Linked DNA regions of Anas platyrhynchos: region 1 is linked to region 2. The links are chromatin contacts, called in public Hi-C maps. All regions are on one chromosome and are shown on one strand. Each heading gives the region's core, a stretch centred on a gene start, on an enhancer-like site or on the middle of the called end of the contact. The rest is flanking DNA. Distances are from core to core; before and after follow the strand shown.

Region 1 (4,024 bases), core at 829-3,328, 230 kb before region 2:
TAGAAGCAAATATATCTTTTATAAATCAAACTATAACATATCCTCAACAATAGAAATCACCACAGCACAAGAAGTGACTGTGTTATGCTGTTTAATCTTAACAATTAATGCCTCAGCAACGTTCAGTCACTAAGCCTTCTAAAGCTTTTGAATCCTTGTCCTAAAACCACATCTGCCCATTCATCTGATTTTTGAAAAACCAAGGGCACAAGGGGTATGAGCAGCAAGGGTGAAGGAGGAAGACACACTTCTATTTTTAATTAAATATAAAAATTGGCAAAAATTCTACCATATTTGCAAATTTGGTTACCCTTACAGGACTTCAGAAAGAAATGGAGCCATCTAAAAGTTCAGACCCTTTCAAAATATTTTGGACTGGGTAGTGTCAGTTTGCCACAGGTTAGAATTAAATTGCCTGGAAAAATATTTCATGCAATAAAGATCTAACTAAATGCTGTTTATTAGCTAGTTAACTGAGCCCAAAAGGAGCCCACAATTCTGGGACCTACTCAAGTACAATAATTGGCCTACCAATTAAACTTGTTACACATCCTAGGAAGCTTGGCTTTGCTAAATAACATCTTATTTCCTCTTTAGTATAGACCAGTGTATCAGTCAGTGATAACAGAAGAAATTTTGAGTTTGAAGTTTACAAGAAAAATAATAGTAAAAATCTGAGTTATGTACTTCAGGAGTGCAGAGTTTAGATCAACAATTAATCAAAGAATACAACTCTTTCCCAGACATAAACTTTGATGTGATCATAAACTTCATCACAGATCACAGTATGAGACAAGTCATCTGAGTGTGAGTACCATCAAGGGCCACTTTGCCAGTACAAGCAAGAATTTCTACTGTAGACAGAAAGGACAAGCAGAAAAAAAAACCTCACACTAAGCCAATAAAAGAAATTAACTGGATCTGAATTTTCTTAATTCTCTAACTCATATACATTATTTCTTATTAAACATAAGTCCAGGGTGGCTAGATACTGTTGCAATCAGTATTCCTGAACCTAATATCAAAACTGGAAACCTGTCCAACGAGGATTGGCACACTAACCACAGGATGTCTAACAGCACAGCTTAAATCATTTTAAAACGCACAGAAGGATTCCTATTACTGGAACTTAAAGTTTATATTCAGATGTCTGAAAGAGACTTCCTTCAGCTGGACCTTCAGTATTCCTTGGCCTACTCAAACCAAAGCACTGAAAAAAATGAAGTTTTTTTACACAACTACAGGCAATCACCTATTTCTAACACAAAGACTATCCTACTGATCCCCTCCAGAATCATTACAGTTCTGGCAAAGTTAAGCATAATGCCTTTTGATCTCGAGTTACATAGAAACAAGATTGTAGCAAAGATCATGCAATGCCTGATATGGCACAAAACCTGTAACCAGCTGCTGGAGCTGAAGGTGCGCTGAAGTGTGTGGAGGCAGAGGCTTGATAAATTGCTAACAAGTTATATGTGCCCATCCAACAGCACCAAGAGAGTTTTAAGACATCTTTACTAAAACTTGAATCTGACTTTCTGCAGGAAAACCTCCAAGGAAAGACAGATGTGTAAATAGCATCTGTCCCATCTTTGGAGTGAATCCAAGCTACTGAAGCCTCTTTTGGTCCTATGATTCTGCAGCTAAAGCCACAGTAAATCTAAGCAATTTTTATTTTAAGCATTTGGACAACTTGAACAAAGTATTAGGAAAATGAGATATCGGAAGTGTAAAAAAATCCTAAAAAATTCCATGCTCGTAATTCTGTGAAGTAAACACAAAATGCAAACACATGGTGAAATAGAGGGGAAGAGGGGGAGACAGTGCAACAGCTGGCACAGATCAATAAACATTATAGTTTTTGAAGGAATGTACATTTGAGTCACAGATATTTTTCTTGAGTCAGACTGCAAAAGAGATAAGAAAGAACTTTTTATGTCTCCCTTCCTGCCTTACCCTTATTCTTTTGTAATATAATATTTGGCATGACAAAGTAACGCTAGTTATAACTAGTTCCAGCTGGTACCATACTACTGCATAACATTTGCACCAAGATCTTAAATCAAGGAAGTATCATATCACTGTGACAACAGAAGAGGAAACAGCCATTGGTATGTACCCTGAGTCATGATATGAAGTATGAAATATATTCCCTTTAGTTCTTTGGAAAGTCCCAACATTATCAGTCCCTGAGTAATCAAAGGAAAGTTAACTTTGGCTTCACTGATTCACATCAAAATGAGAAATTTCCAGAGATTTTTTTATTTTGTTCTTTTTTTTTTTTTTTTAACTATACATTACAAAAACGCCAAAGCACAACTATTTCTGTATTTATTAATTCATTTCCTATTTATAATTTCCTAATTACTGCAAACTTTTTTCCATGTGGTACCTTCCATTCAGCAACACCAAACTACAGGAATGAGTAAGACCTCAGTGCATTACAGAAAGTAACACATAGAAAGTAAGGTTTTCTTCAACTCTCAGATCACACCTCAGAACTGATGTACAGAATTTAGATGCTCCACAGTAAAGTCTCTCAATCTTATCCTATTTACTGTATCCCCCAATTACATCTTGTCTATATCAATTATCCAATAAATAAATAAATAAATAATAACACAATAGGGCTAATAGCTAGATTTCTGAGTATAATATTCCCTATAAATTCAGTGGAAGCTACAAATATTTAGCACCCCTGAAAAAAACAGGCTGTAAGCAGCCTGCATATGGCAATAACTAAAGTTTGTGGTAGAACTAAAATACAGTCCAGATATCTAGATTTTATATGATTGACTACAAGGCCAGAAACAGCAAAATAAGATCAATATCATACTACAAGTAATTTTCACTAAGTACAGTCAACCAAGAAGTAAAAATGATTGCAGCAAAGGTGGCCTTAAATTCAAGTAATAAATTGAAATTTCTATGTCATATGGTCTTAAAGTAAAACAGTAGCTATAAGCTACATGAAATAACAGCAGAATAGTCTTAAAACAAAAAGTCATTTTGTGAATGTTTATTAAGATAAGCTATTGCATTTGAGGGAACGGGGGCTGTTTAGTCTGGAGAAGAGGAGGACCAGGTCAGGCCTCACTGCTCTCTACAACTACCTGAGAGGGAGTTGTGAGGAACTGGGGGTTGGCCTCTTCTCCCACATAACTAGTGATAGGACTAGAGGGAATGGCCTCGAGTTGCACCAGGGGAGATTTAGGTTGGAAATTAGGAGACATTTCTTCCCAGAAAGAGTAGTTAGGCAATGGAACGGGTTGCCTAGGGAGGTGGTGGAGTCACCATCCCCAGGGGTGTTTAAGAAAAGATTGGAGGTGGTGCTTAGGGACATGGTTTAGTGGGTGATATTGGTAGTATGGTGGTGGTTGGACTAGATGATCTTGGAGGTCTTTTCAGACCTTAATGATTTTATGATTCTACAACTGTGATGAATAACTGCTCAAGACACTGTCAAAGCCATAACTGGGAGTTGATAAAAATGTGTGGAAATTCTGAGTTCTGTGATACTTAAGAGGAAAATGTTTGCAACAAAGCACATTGTTTTTCTGCATGCTAGGGGAAAAAAAAAAATACATTTGAAAACTCTTAGAATCATAGAATCATAGAATATCCTGAGTTGGAAGGGACCCTTAAGGATCATCAAGTCCAACTCTTGACACCGCACTTCCTTTCATCCTGCCAATATTTGACATTTCTTCAGTAATTTCTGCTAAACTTAACAATAGTAGGGGTCTGGAAGCTTACAGAATCCGCGAATCTGCTAGCATTTTAAGTTGGGAACCAAACCATGTTTTTGAAGTTAATCTGACCATGCCCATCTATGGAATTTTAGTTTTTATTGCAGAGTAGTATTAGAGCACACAAAATAGATTCCTTCTGGATATAACTGGATAGGAAGATGTGCTGCCAGGACACACCAAATAGCCCTCACTTGCTGAAAAATCTTCACTGACTAGGAGTAAGTACTTTCTAATGTAGACATAGATTTTCTTTTCATGTTTGCAATTTTAAT
Region 2 (4,011 bases), core at 231-2,730:
GATTCTTAGCCTCGGCTTGAAGTGTCTCCTTCAAACCAGAAGGCAACCTCATTTCACGTACCACAATTTCTTCCAGCTGGTAATATGCAAAAATTGAAATAGTTGAGAGGTTGCCGCAAAAATTTTGCAACTGGATTAGAGGAATACTGACCTAATGTCTTTCCTGGGAATTCATGGTACACCTCTAGATATCAACACTTAATTCATGAGAAAGGTATGTAAGAGATTCTGAGGGAATGGAACTAGCTTTGACAAGATTTACTTGAGTGAGAAATTTCCCTTCTTAATCTTCCCCAAGTTTCTCACACTGTAGGAGAATCAAGAGTTTAGCTTGGCACGAACGCGTTCCCACCCTACGCGATCTCAGGGGTTGCACACCAACTTCTGAACCACACTGTCCCAACGTGCCAGCGCGCACATCGCCAAGTGGTTGATCTGGTCCCAGGCGCACCCTCAGTGCCACCAGACCAAGACCTATGTGCACCCCTGTGAGGGCTGTAAGGCACAGAAGAGGCTGAGGGGCACCTGTCTGGGCTGCATCCAGTGCCTTGCTCCCCAGCCACGCTCTCCACATTGCCCCAGGCGACCCCACTGGAGCAGCACGCTGTCAGCCTACGCCAGCCCTGTGGCACCTCCTGCGCTGCCACCTCGCTGAGGTGTCCCGGGATACAAGGCTGGACTCCTACTCCCCCTCCTCACTACCACCACCGCACCAGACCAGCAACAGCAGCAGGAAGGGAAGGGGAAGGGAAGGAGTGGTGAGTTACCTTGCTTTTGACCCCGCAGTGGCAGCAGACAGTCCACAGGTACTTGAGGGTCCTCCACAGCAGGATGATAAACAGTCCCCCAAAGAAAGTGACCATGGATGAGGCGAGGAAAGCCCACCACATGCGCTGTCCGCGGCTATCGCAGGGCACCTCCATGGTCACCGGGATGATGAGCGCATCCATCTTGGGCACATTGACGGGGGAGGAGGACGAGTCTGTGTTGAGATTGTTGGCGTTGATATTGTTACTCATTCTAAGGCCGCCGCCGCCGCCGCTGCCGCCCGGGTAGGAGCCGCCGCCGCCGCCGCTGCCATTTGCCATAGCTAACAGCGAGCCGGGCGCGCAGAGGCTTCCGAGAGCTCCTCCCGCCGCCAGCGCCCCCCAAAAAACCCATCACCAGCCATATTGCTGCCGCCGCCGCCGCTGCTCAGCGGGAAAAGGAAAATGAGAATAACAGCAACAAAACGCCAAATCAAAACAAACGACCCGACCGAAAAAAAAAAAAAAAAGGAAAAAAATAATAAAGAAAAACGACCGCAACAATCCCCGGGTCCCTCTCGGGAGCCGACAGGCCGGTGAATTCCGAGCGTCCTCCTTGCACGGCGAAAATAATATCAACAAAAAATTAAAAATAATAATGGAAAGGTAGTCCGCTCCTCCGACTCCCACCCTTTCCTTCTCCCGCAAACACGGCCCCCACCCCGCCCACCCCCCCGCAAAAAAAAAAAAAAAAATCAGCCACCACCACCACCACAGACTGATGCCTCGGAGCGTCTCTCCAAGCTACCCAGCGCTGCAACCCCGCTGGCCTCCGCGGGGACCGCTCAGCCTCCGCCGCGGATCTTCCTGGAGGTGGTCTGTTATTATTGTTATTAGTCTTTAACTTGTTATTAGCGATACTCAGTCCCCCCCCCGCGCACCCTCCTCCTCCTCCTCCTCTTCCAAGTCCAGCCCCTTCCTCTCGTCTTCCCCCCTCGGTGCCGGCGGCAGCCTCCTGTGGCTCCTAATTCATCCTCCGCTGGCCCAGCCGTGCGTGTGCCGCCTCCTCCTCTTCGCCCATCCTCCAGGAGCTCCCTCCGGGCCGCAGGCTGCCGCTCCCCCCGGTACCCCCCCACGGGCGGAGAGAGGCGCCGCCGCCTCCCGCCCCTCCCTCCCGGGGGGAGGCGGCGATGGAGGCCGGGGGGCTCCGGCTTCGGGGGGCTCCTGGCCCCCCGCGGGGCCGCCGAGGCAGCGGCCGGGAAACGGGGCTGCTGCCGGGGGGGGCGGCGAGGCGGTGCCCGAGATGCTGCCGCTCCGAGGCGTCCCCCCGGCCCGGGCGGGCTCCGCAGCCGCGGAGGGGCGGGGGCCGTGACGCGGGGAACGCCCGGCGCTGCTCCCCCCAGCGCTGCTCCCCCCCACCCCCCCCACACACACACCCCGGAGCCCAGCTCCCACCCGAGCTGCTCCCCCCGGAGCTGGACATGGCCGGGCCGGGGGCAGCGAAAGGGGACGAGGGCGAGCGACAGCGGGGGGGGGGGGGGGGCGCGGGAGGCGGGTAAGTTGCAGCAGCAGGTGCCCGGGGATGCGGGAACGGGAGGGGGGATGCTGCTGCGGGCAGGCTTTGGAGGAAGCGGGGAGCGAATACATGGGTATCGGGGATTTTTATTTTTATTATTATGTTTCATTTCTGGAATTGACACGGGGAAACGTGGCGATCGCGCCGCGAGTTGCTGCACATCGCCAGAACGTTCCTGAAATTAACCCTTAGGGATTAAAGCAGCGATTTGCAGGGGCACGCTTTGAGGAGGAGGGGGAGAGAGGGAATCCAGGGAGAAAATCTAAGAGGGGGAGGAATCCAGCAAGAGAATCTGGGTAGTTGTCTCCTGCATTTCTATTCATGTATCCACTGTAAAATTTGAGATTAATCATTTATTTTATAAAATCTCCCCTTGGCACATGGTCTGATCACCGGTTGCCTGCACCCAGTATGGTGCAGATCCTCTTTTCACCCTTCCCTGGTGAAATGCAAAAGCCAGCGTTTGTGGCGTTTCCCCACCTGATCCACTCACTGCTCATGCACAGGGCCACCATGATGAAGCAATCATCTGTTTAACCTTTGCCAGCAGTAGTCCCTGTTTTGGCATCTGCCACAGGTCTGTTTATTTTTGTTTTTTAGTTAAGTGATGGTAATGAGATTTTATGAGTTCTCAGGGCTTTTTATGGGTCTAGCTAAACCTCTCACCTCCACTTTTTTATGTAATTGCAACACCATTTGACAAACTTTGTGGGTTTAGCATAGTATATTGCTCCAGTGTCCTCCTTCAAGAGGGGGCTTCGTTCTTCAAGCATGGACTCACAGAGGCCTCCAAATAGAGAAAGCATTAGGCAGTAATATGGAGGTATATACAAGTGAGAAAACACTACATTACTGTATCCCAGGGGAAGACAGATGCTCAGTTACATGGTGCACCTGAAGCAGCCTGCTCCCAGGGGACTGTTGTAAGAAGGAATTAAGTAGAGGATTTCTAAATGCAGAGAACAAGTGTGGCTGGAAAGAAGTGGCATGTTGCAGCTATCTCGTGCAGCCCGAGGGAGCTGCCACCTCCCCTGCCTGTCCTTACCAGCCCAACCGAAAGCTGGAAAGCCACCAAGGTGACCAAGTGTCATGGTGACAGGGTGCACACCTGGAGGGCTGGGCCCAGAACCTGACAGACATTGGCTCTGGGTTTCTGGACTGGAGTTGAAGGAGTGCCCCTTCCCCACCTGTTACACATACCTGCAGGTTCATTTGTTCATCAGCTAACAGGCATGGAATGAGGGCAGGGACATTAGGACACAACCACTTGATGCCTGGTCTTCAGAAGTGCCAGGTGTTCACAGGTGCCCTCTACAGCTGGTGGAAACCCCAGGCCCTTTGCACTCAGGAAGACCTGGGCAGTGAACAACAGGAGCACAGCAGATCCTCAGGAAGGTTTTTGCATGTAGGAGTTCCTTCTGTGTCATCGACTGGTGGCAGGCAAGGGCTGGACCTCTGAAGCAGAGGTTATACATATGTCTTCTCTTGCTGGTAGTTGAGAGGGTCCAGCAGGTATGAGAGAGGACTGCAGTCTGAAAGTGTTACTTTTCCCAAGAAGCACACTTTATACAGTCAGAAGATATGTGCTAAAAACTATTTGACCCTGGATACCGTTGCAGCTGAACACTTCATGCATTGGGTTCCTGAGCACTCCAGATACAAACGAGAACACGAGGCACTTCTAAAATT

Evidence for each region. Hi-C and Micro-C count contacts between places; a contact is called where the count stands out from the background.
Region 1: a contact with region 2 is called in a Hi-C map of skeletal muscle, with 2.4 times the contacts expected there. The contact joins the enhancer-like site here to the promoter of KCNMA1 in region 2. A contact is called at or near these places in 2 of 8 Hi-C or Micro-C datasets (skeletal muscle and subcutaneous adipose tissue).

What each region holds. Positions count from the first base shown.
Region 1 is chr6:17,261,570-17,265,593 of IASCAAS_PekinDuck_T2T, reverse strand. All of the region lies in intron 3 of KCNMA1 (potassium calcium-activated channel subfamily M alpha 1), which reads right to left. Among named protein-coding and RNA genes, the nearest start is that of KCNMA1, 230 kb to the right of the region's middle. Within about 2 kb of position 2,078, at least 2 of the 8 cell types and tissues checked have an H3K27ac peak or open chromatin away from gene starts, as enhancers often do.
Region 2 is chr6:17,028,747-17,032,757 of IASCAAS_PekinDuck_T2T, reverse strand. KCNMA1 (potassium calcium-activated channel subfamily M alpha 1) reads right to left here and starts at 1,480. Exons shown (of 33, transcript XM_027460038.3): 1 at 768-1,480. The coding sequence starts at 1,088.